Linked DNA regions of Ovis aries: region 1 is linked to region 2. A link is a contact called in public Hi-C data. All regions are on one chromosome and are shown on one strand. Each heading gives the region's core, a stretch centred on a gene start, on an enhancer-like site or on the middle of the called end of the contact. The rest is flanking DNA. Distances are from core to core; before and after follow the strand shown.

The links. Hi-C and Micro-C count contacts between places; a contact is called where the count stands out from the background.
Region 1: a contact with region 2 is called in a Hi-C map of hypothalamus, with 4 times the contacts expected there. The contact joins the enhancer-like site here to the promoter of LOC101112928 in region 2. A contact is called at or near these places in 2 of 16 Hi-C or Micro-C datasets (hypothalamus and tail adipose tissue).

What each region holds. Positions count from the first base shown.
Region 1 is chr18:9,939,556-9,944,122 of ARS-UI_Ramb_v3.0, reverse strand. The region is part of intron 1 of LOC105603042 (a long non-coding RNA gene); the gene reads left to right. Among named protein-coding and RNA genes, the nearest start is that of NR2F2, 35 kb to the left of the region's middle. Within about 2 kb of position 1,847, at least 7 of the 54 cell types and tissues checked have an H3K27ac peak or open chromatin away from gene starts, as enhancers often do. A contact at or near this core is called in hypothalamus, where this site is marked.
Region 2 is chr18:8,998,847-9,003,257 of ARS-UI_Ramb_v3.0, reverse strand. It overlaps LOC101112928 (TAF5-like RNA polymerase II p300/CBP-associated factor-associated factor 65 kDa subunit 5L), which reads right to left and starts at 1,722. Exons shown (of 12, transcript XM_042235695.2): 1 at 1,607-1,722; 2 at 660-875. The coding sequence starts at 1,722.

The sequences.
Region 1 (4,567 bases), core at 598-3,097, 940 kb before region 2:
AAGTTCCTCAAAACTGCACCTTTGGGCCCAGGCTTGGGGGGACTGGTTCCCTTCCCAATGACTTCAACCCCCAGTCCCTATCCCCGCCCCCCGAAGTCTGAAGGAGCATGCCAGGGGCTTCTAGCCCTCTGGGTCTGCCAGGATCACTTTCCTCCAACAATTCTCCCGGGGGAGGAGGGCCCGGAGGTTTCCCCCGTTTCCTTTGTCCCTGTTCCCCAGGGAGAGGCGCCACTCTGCTGGAGCGCCAGCAACAGGTCCCTGCACTTTGTCCCCCGAACTCGCCTCCCCTTGCTCTCTCCATCGTCAACTTCTGGGGTCCACTGGGAAGCCTGGGAGCACCTCTCCCGTCTTCTCTCTCGGGGTTTTCGGGGGCAACTCAAGGCCAGTGAGGAGACAGCGCCGGAGTTTGCGGGCAAGTGCCGGGAGGGGCGGCTCTTAGACCTGTCCTGTGGTTCCCCCCTCCCCAGCCATCACCCAGCTCCAAATTCCGACTCTAGTCCGGAGGCTCCGACTCTAGTCGGGAGGCTCCGACTCACACGACTTTCAGGGTGAGACCCAGGGGAAGGGAGAAGAAAGGGACCATGCCCTTCCCGAGGACAGTCACTAGCGACATAGGGGCCACGCTGGGCTGGTGGCTCCACGCTGCCCACCCAGGCCTGAGACGCCCCCGCCCTCCGCGGCCAGGGGGCCTGCTGTCGACCCCGTGCAGCGTCCTCTCCCCCTTCCCCTCGTTTTTCCTTCTCTGCAGACCACACCGGGGGGAAGGAGGTGCCCCAACCCGGGCGCACAAGTCTCTCGCTCTCCGCGCGCTCGGCCCGCCCTCCAGGTCAGCCGAGCTGGAACCCGGCTGCGGGGACCCCGCTGGCCGCAGCGCGGCCACCACCCCCTGCCCGCCCCGCTGGCGCCAGGGTTCCCAGCGTCCCAGGCCGGGGCTTCGGGGGGCGCGGGGGCGCCGGGCCTCGCCAGGGTTGGAGGGTGGGTAGCGGGGAGAGCAACTCCCCGTTTCCGGCCGGGCGGAGGGGGCCGCTGAGACTCCTCCTCCTCTCCGCCCCGAGGCACCCAGCCGCGGCTTGCCGCGCGTCTCCGCCCGCCCGAGCGTTTCCATAAATCAGGCCGCTGGCAGGCTGCTAATTAGCTCGGGCCGAAAAGAATAGGCAGAGGGAGAGTCCAGGAGCGCTAAGGGGGGTGCGGGTGCGAGCTCGGTAGGTGGGAGACCAGAATTTCCCAGGGACCAACCGGAGGCTTCGCGGAGCACGCCAGCAGCCCCCGCGGAGGACCCCTCCCATCGCTCCTCCCGCCCCCCTCCAACCCCCCGCCCCGCCCCGAGCCCAGGCCTCCAAGCTGGGCCCCCAGATCACAAGCACCCCGCACCGAGCGCATCCCCGCGTTCGACCCGGCCCGCCCACCCACGCAGTCGCCAGCTCTCCCACTCGCTGAGCCAGCCCCACGTTAATTAACTCTCCCCTCACCCCCTGCAATCTCACAAGACTTTGCACAACTCATCCCAAGTGTTTCCTCCTTAAGCCCGCAGCCTCTGGCGGGGAACAGCCGCCGGGCAAAGAGGGAGCTGGGTCTGGAAGGAGGGTCAGCCCCCCTCCAGGCTTTTGGGATGGCGGGGTGCTCCCAGGGATAGAGGATGCTGTGTGGCCCTGGACCAGTTCCCCTCCCCCAGTGACAAGGCTAGGCAGGCCCTGCGAGATGAGAAATAATAACTGAAGTTGGAATATTGACGGCCGTGTAAATTCAGAGCAGAGCACGCGGCGAGAGAGTGCAACTGCTGTTTATTTTCCCTCTTTCCTCCCCCACCCGTCTCCCAGGCCGCCTGGCTCCGCTCGCCCCCGCCTCCCCCCAGTCCTCCCCGCCCTCGGCTGGGAAGGGACTCTGCGATGACATCAGCCTCCCCGGCCCCGGGACCCCGGAGCGGAGATTGACAGGTGTCGCTCGCAAGGACAATGCCTTCCAGGTGTCACCGTCGCCGTCTCAGCCCTCCCCACCCGCCCACTCTGCCCCCTTCTCTTCCAACTCGCCTGCCCCCCCCCCGTTTCTCCTCCGAGGGAAGCGCTCTCCTCGCCCCTCCCCTAGCTCCGCGCATCTGGGCCTCGGGGCCTCGGTCTGTACGGGCGGGGGGTGGCGGAACTCCGCCTGCTGCCTGCGGCGGGGCGGCCCGGAGATTGCCCCGAGCCCCGGGACGGGTCCAGGCTGCTAGCCGCAGCTCGGGCAGAGGCGGATCCGGCTCTGCTTTCCATGCCCATCTTCGCCCCCACCCCGAGACACTCCACACGCATACACACACATAATATAGCAGACGCGAAGATAATCCTGCCATCTGGCAAATCCCAAATTTGGCGCCTGAGCTCTGAAAGCCACGGCGAAGTGGCATCCGGGAGTAGGTGGCTGGCTGAACCTGCCCTGCGCTCTGGAGCCGAACCCAGGGCACTGAGCTTCGCGCCCGCACCTCGGCTGGATCCCCCATCTCTGCCCTGACCCCTCGATTTCGTGAGGTTTTGCTCTTACAGTGGACAGAGGCTTTGGGAGTCGGAAATGGGGCCACAGGAATTACGGATGGGGCGGGGGGGAGCGTCCCAGTTCCCACCAACACTGCCTCAATGAGCTCAAACCCAAATTCGGCCTCGTTATGTAACACGAAATGTAATTTATAGCTGGGCGGCCTGTCGGCAGCGATTTAGATCATTTGGTGATAAGGATCACACTTATTAGATTTCTTCAAAGCCAATGGGGGTTTTCTGTTTTGTTTTGTTTTTTTTTAAAGGAGGGCATTTGTGCTAAATTGCCCAGTGCTGGTGTGATAACTGTCAAAAGTTTGACATCAAAGGAGCTAATATTATTCAGTTACTAGAGACGCTGTCTGTCTAAATAAGAATATCTTAATTACTGCATGACAAAGGTAGGAAGGGGTCGGATCTGAAAAGGGGAGGACATTCAGACACTCCTTTTGATGCGCTATCTATATTAGACCGATGCGTGGCTCTTAATCAGGCTTCCCTCGATTTCCTTTCCTCTCCCCCGTCGGTCCTCTGAACTTTATAACTATATGTAAACACGTTGTCAGTGGGGACATAATCTTCTCGGGTTCTTATTAGAAGAAATTTCCATCCTTTCCCGTTCTAGATTAGCAGTGGAGTCCGCTCCATCAATGAAGGGACTAAGGTTTCGTGGACAATAATGTGGCAATTGTTGATGGTTTGTGACCCATAAAATGTGGAGGTGACTGTTCTGGCTTTGGTATGTAATTATGCAAAACACTTTCCATAAAGACTTGCCATTCGATCTAATGGCAGTCCCTGCGGTCTATTTCAAATAGGGAGGGTCTATGTACAGAGAGAGAAAAGTAACATTTGTTTTAACACAGGTTTTATGGGGGGGATGGATAAATACAAACATCGTAACTGCCGCCCAAAGTATTTTTTCTAGTCGAATTAAAATAATTACGAGGGGGTTTAATAAGTTAATCATAGCAACACGGCCTATCCAAACACAGAGGGAGGGGCGTTCGGGCTTCAGCCCACCACCTCCGCGACCTGGGACTGGGCTTGTGGGTGGCGATTCCACCTCCCGCTTACGCAGGGTAGCGTGAGTCTCCGTGTCATCTCGGTCCACCTGAGTGCAGGGCTGGGCTCTAAAGCTCACTCTGGGGCTGAGATTGGGGCAACCACCCCAAAATCTTATCCGCGGAATTATTCGACAGAGGGAAGTTTAACAAAGCAATCGTCTCCCAGGAAGCCCTCCCCCACACTCCTGCCTCTAGTGCCCTCGGACCCCCAGGATCTGGGGCCCACAGAGAGCCTGGTGGGAGGGGGTGCGGGGCCGGAAGGAGCGCCCGCATGATTGAGTTGAGATGTCTCAACTTGGCGCCCTGGCTCAAGACACAGGTCCGGGCCCCAACTGCCAGCGGCTGAAAGCAGCACCTTTCCATGCCGCCTGAGGTTTTGTTTTGTTCTTAAAAAAGGAGAAGAAGCATCTAAAAAGGCTTGAAGGAGGAGAGGTGGAATGAGACACGAGGTGGTCAGCGGGCCCAGCCCAGCCCTGACCGCCAGCTACAAAGCAAGCGTTTCTCTGTGACACGGCCGCCCCCGACCCGGCCCGGAGAGGTGCCCCCCCACAAACTCCGAACGGCTCTGCGTCCAGCTTCTCGGCCTCGCTGCCCGCCGCGCAGTGACGTGGCAGTGTGAGTTCCGCAGACGCAGGCGACAGGGGATTTTTTTTTTTCCAAGGGGGAAATGATGATTAAAAGAGAGAATCATCTAAATATCAAAGTGACACATGGGGAGACCTGGAAAAAATATTTAAGCTAATGAAAAGCAAATAAAGAAGCAGGCACTTAGGCCGGGAAATTAAATATTATGTTTAAGATGGTGCTTTTCTGCGGGCTTGAAGATTTCCGATTCATGTACACATAATAAACACTCAGGTTTGTCATCTGGAGGTGCAAATCTGAAAGATATTCCAACAAATGAAGTGCCGGCAGAGAGAGGAATAAAGAGATCGGCTCCTGTCAGGGGTCAGGCAGCCTGAGATTGCTTCTAGAGATCTTTTGAAAATTTCACAC
Region 2 (4,411 bases), core at 473-2,972:
TTATTTGGGGGTTCACTGTGGTGAGACAAACGCCTCATACTAAATGAGTCGTTGGCCATGACTTAGAGTCCTGAACCTGAAATTTTGATTGTTCTAGCAAGCTGTTCTTTATGAATGGAAAATCCTGGAATCCTGTGAGTTAAACACCTCTCCTAAAATATTTGTGGGATTGAAATCTTTCCCCCATTGTGTATGATTTTTGTAAATCAATGGTGTTTGTTTCAATCAGATGTTCTATCTCTCCTGAAAACAGAAAACTACATGAACAGATTAGAAACCCATATGAGAGAAGCCATCAACAGTGGGGGAAAGCCTTCTGCAAAAATACTTTTGAACTTCAGAGGAGGAGACACATGCTTGGTCCTCCAAGCTGGAAGACATGGAAAATTTTTTTTTCTTTCTTTTTTTTTTTTTTTTTAAATAGACATATGTAGAACATTTGTTTCCGTTTTATTTCTGCTGTCATAATATGATGGTTTTATTCAGTTTTTAAACATGCTTCAGCTGGAAACACTACATCTTTAAATCAGGCAACTCTGGCGTCTGTGTGAATTCCCTTGCTGCGCTCCCTCACCTTACCCAGGTGCATGTTAAATCAGTATTAATGACAATATCATTCTTGTGCAGTCATCTCCTGCCTGCAATTTGGTTTTAATTACCCGCCACGTTGTCTTTCCCCCTCACTGACAGCCATTAAATAGGGAATGACACCAGAGCCATGGTTGTGCGGAGTATTCACTTCGCCGGATTTCGTCCCCCTCATAACGCAGGCTGCAGTGCCTCCTAGTGGCCGAGGTCCGAAAGGGCCCTCATTGAAATTGGAGACTCGCCATGCACTTTCCAGGTGAACTTGGGGAGCTGGGCAGATGAGCTTACTGTTTTTTAAAGGGGGAACGCGGGGAGAAAAAAAAATAAGACGTTATTTATCAATTAAGGAAAAATTGCTATTTGGTAAAGTGTTTTTTTTTTTTTTTTTTCATTGAAATACAATGGTAAATTGACGCGCTACTGAAGCCTTGTTTCATCCTCCAAAATGGAGGCTCAGAAACAAGAAACTTGTCACATAAAATGCGTCCGACCAAAGTTCTCCAAGCGAATGTTCAGCCAAGGTGCGCTGCAAGTCTCCCAGGAGTTAGACCTTCACCTCTTCCTCCTGCCCTGCGCTATTTTCTCTTGGGCCACAGAAACGGTTTTGTTTTCTTTCTTTTTATCCCCCCTTCCTCCTCTTTCTGATTTTCTTTTTCCATTCTTATTTTTCCCTCCATTTTACAAACGCCTTTTATTTTTTATGAGAGTTTAAAGCATTTGTGTTCTAAGTGATGAGTGTATAAATGTATGTAAAAAGTATCTTTCTGCAATTATGCAGTTCCTAATTTTTTTTTAAACAAAGTTCTCCCTTATACGGGAGTTTAAAAGTGAAGTTGTTTGTCCAAATGTTCAAATTAGACAACCGTACAGATGCTTTGGATCGAAGCTCTTCCTTCGTATAATGGCTATTGCATTTTGCATTAAAAAAAAATTGGTTAAAATAAATCTGCAGGCGTGTGCATTTCACAAAGAGGACGCTGTCTCTCTGGCACTGTAAATTAAAAATAACATTGCTTACAACAATACATCACAGCGCACTTGGAGAGGGAGCTTCGGTAAGGAACCAGATTCAGTTTTCACTTTCTGATTGTTCTCCCCAGCAACTTCTCTCTGGTTAGAAGGTTGAGGATCCATGGGTTGGTTGCTCTTTCACAGTTGTTTGCTAGCTTCTTTTTAGCAAGTGTAATTACTCATTTCACATGCTGCTAAATGAGAGTCATAGCTAACTGCTTTAATTAGAATTTTAAGCATACATAGTATATGCAGTAACTTATACATACATTTAATTGTGTGTTTGTATTTGTATGCCTGTGTTTCTAAAAACCCAAGCATAAAATAGAGATACCGATAATTACAGTGCATCTCACGCATTCTTCCTTCTGCTAACCAGCACAGTCATGTTAAAAGTATATTCATTTGTGGTTATTGCTGCTGCTTTAAAAGCAAAGCACTTTATTTACATTTTAAAAATTAAAACAAAACAGCATTTTGTTGAAAAAATGTTAAAATTGGTTAGAACTTGGTCTCAAATTTTAATAAAGACATTGAAGTATGATGCTTTTTGCTACATAAGAAACTTTAAATTGCCTCATAAACTGATTTGCAGTAAGTCTGATAGCATCACCCAAAGGAGAAAAAAAAATATATTGTCTTCAAAACTTAGGAAACTAACATATATTTTAAAAGGGAAAATGTGCTCAAGTCACCCTTTTTTTCTGAGAATATTTGATCTTTTGAATATTACCTGAATTGATTCAATTTATTGTTTTAAGGACTATTTTGCATTATTAAATAATAGCTAGGAAAATTGTTATTCCTTCTAGACTGAAACGGGAAGCTTATAAATGCAATGACGGAGGCTTAATCTCTGATACGGCTTACATATATTGGTTTACAGCTATATTGAGTTCAGTTAGACTGATTTTTTCGTTCCTAATATGAAACTTGATGCTGGGTAATCTGATAAGTGAGTTTCATTTCCCTGGAAATTTATTGCTTCTATATCCAAGTGCAAAGAAATCGCACAAGTAAAAACAATGAGGAGTCTGTATGCAAGGCATTAATGAGGGCCACTGTTTTCTCACGAAGATTCTGCATTGGGGGAAAAGAGGTATTTGAGCTATTAAAATGACAAGGCATGCTATTCCTTTTAGCTTCCACCATCATTCCCTTTGCCTGCTGGGGGTAAGAGCAAATTGGCATGGTCTTCAGGCACTTTAGATCAAGAAGCAGAAACAGTGCAGAATACAAGAGACTGTATGCTATTTTCAAGACTCTCAGGCAGAGCAGCAGCCAAATGCGCCGCAAAGCGGGGCAGGGCTCAGCTCCCAAAGCCCTGGGCAGCCCGGTGCCACCTCCCCAGGCCCTCTCCCTACAGACAGCTCCTGTCTCGTCCCTGCAACATGCTTTGCACGTTCTGATCTCCAGAGTGCCTATGCCTATTGCTTGATACATTACAGATGGGATGACAGAAGCTGAGGAACTTTTCAGAGAGCAAACAGTATCATTACGTTAATTAAACCAATGACTAAAATTGTCCTGTGACTATGTGACTATAAAGGCCCAACGCTGGGCATCATGGGAAGGAGACAGTCCTCAGAGTGATGATATTTGTGGAGTGTCCTCGGGATATTCACACAAAGTCTTACTTTGTCCTGGTAGTGAATCCACAGGCTATTCCAAGGACGATAGTGGGACTCTGAGACGAAAGGCTTGTCTAAAGCTCTACCACCAAAAACAGAATTGGGCTGTGACGCTGCATTCATCTGCTTGACTATAAAGTCAATGTGTGTGTGTGTGTGTGTGTGTGTGTGTGTGTGTGTGTGCGCGCGCAAAGGCACGTCAGTCCTGTCCAACTCTTTGCAACCCCAGCAGGCTTGCCTGTTGATGGGATTCTCCAGGCAAGAATACTGGAGTGGGTTACTTTTTTGTTATTGTTGTTTACTAAACAGTAACTGATGATTTCAAGAAACTTATGTTCCCAACTTGGATTTATAAAAGCTGGCTGCTGCTGCTAAGTCACTTCAGTCGTGTCCAACTCTGTGTGACCCCATAGACGGCAGCCCACCAGGCTCCCCCGTCCCTGGGATTCTCCAGGCAAGAACACGAGTGGGTTGCCATTTCCTTCTCCAATGCATGAAAGTGAAAAGTGAAAGGGAAGTCGCTCAGTCATGTCCGACTCTTCGTGACCCCATGGACCGCAGCCTACCAGGCTCTCTGTCCATGGGATTTTCCAGGCAAGAGTACTGGAGTGGGGTGCCATCGCCTTCTCCAATAAAAGATGGCAAGTGGTGTGATACCAGATGTAAATGGCAGGTAACATATATAGGCAGGGGCCAAAGATATCTTCCCCAGGGCAAAAGTCGTTGTCAGCTTAGACATGACCGGGCTCTTCATAAGGAGATGGGAAAGCACATTTTTTTGTTGTTGGAGATGGGCATTCCTGGTGGCTATGGAGGTGGTCAACTTCAGAAAACATGAGTATGCCCATTCATTCTCATGTCCACACACAGATAGCACATGGGGGTATACACGTGTCATTTGACAGAAAATAAATCAGTCTCATGAAATGAAGTTTTCTCTGAAGACAATGTCTGTCCAATTGGTTGAGGTTCAAAAGGTATGGAAAGTTTGAGTTAAATGAATTCAAGTCAGTTTCTTTAATGCAGGACTTTTCAGAGCCTTCAACATGTTAAAGCACAATGAGATAACAGAGAAACATAGAATATGGGTTTCCCAAACTAATTTGTCAAATGTTCGTTTTGTTTTTTTACAGTCCCTTTGTCAGGAAAAGGTTATAGACATTGTAGAAAATTTTGCTGCG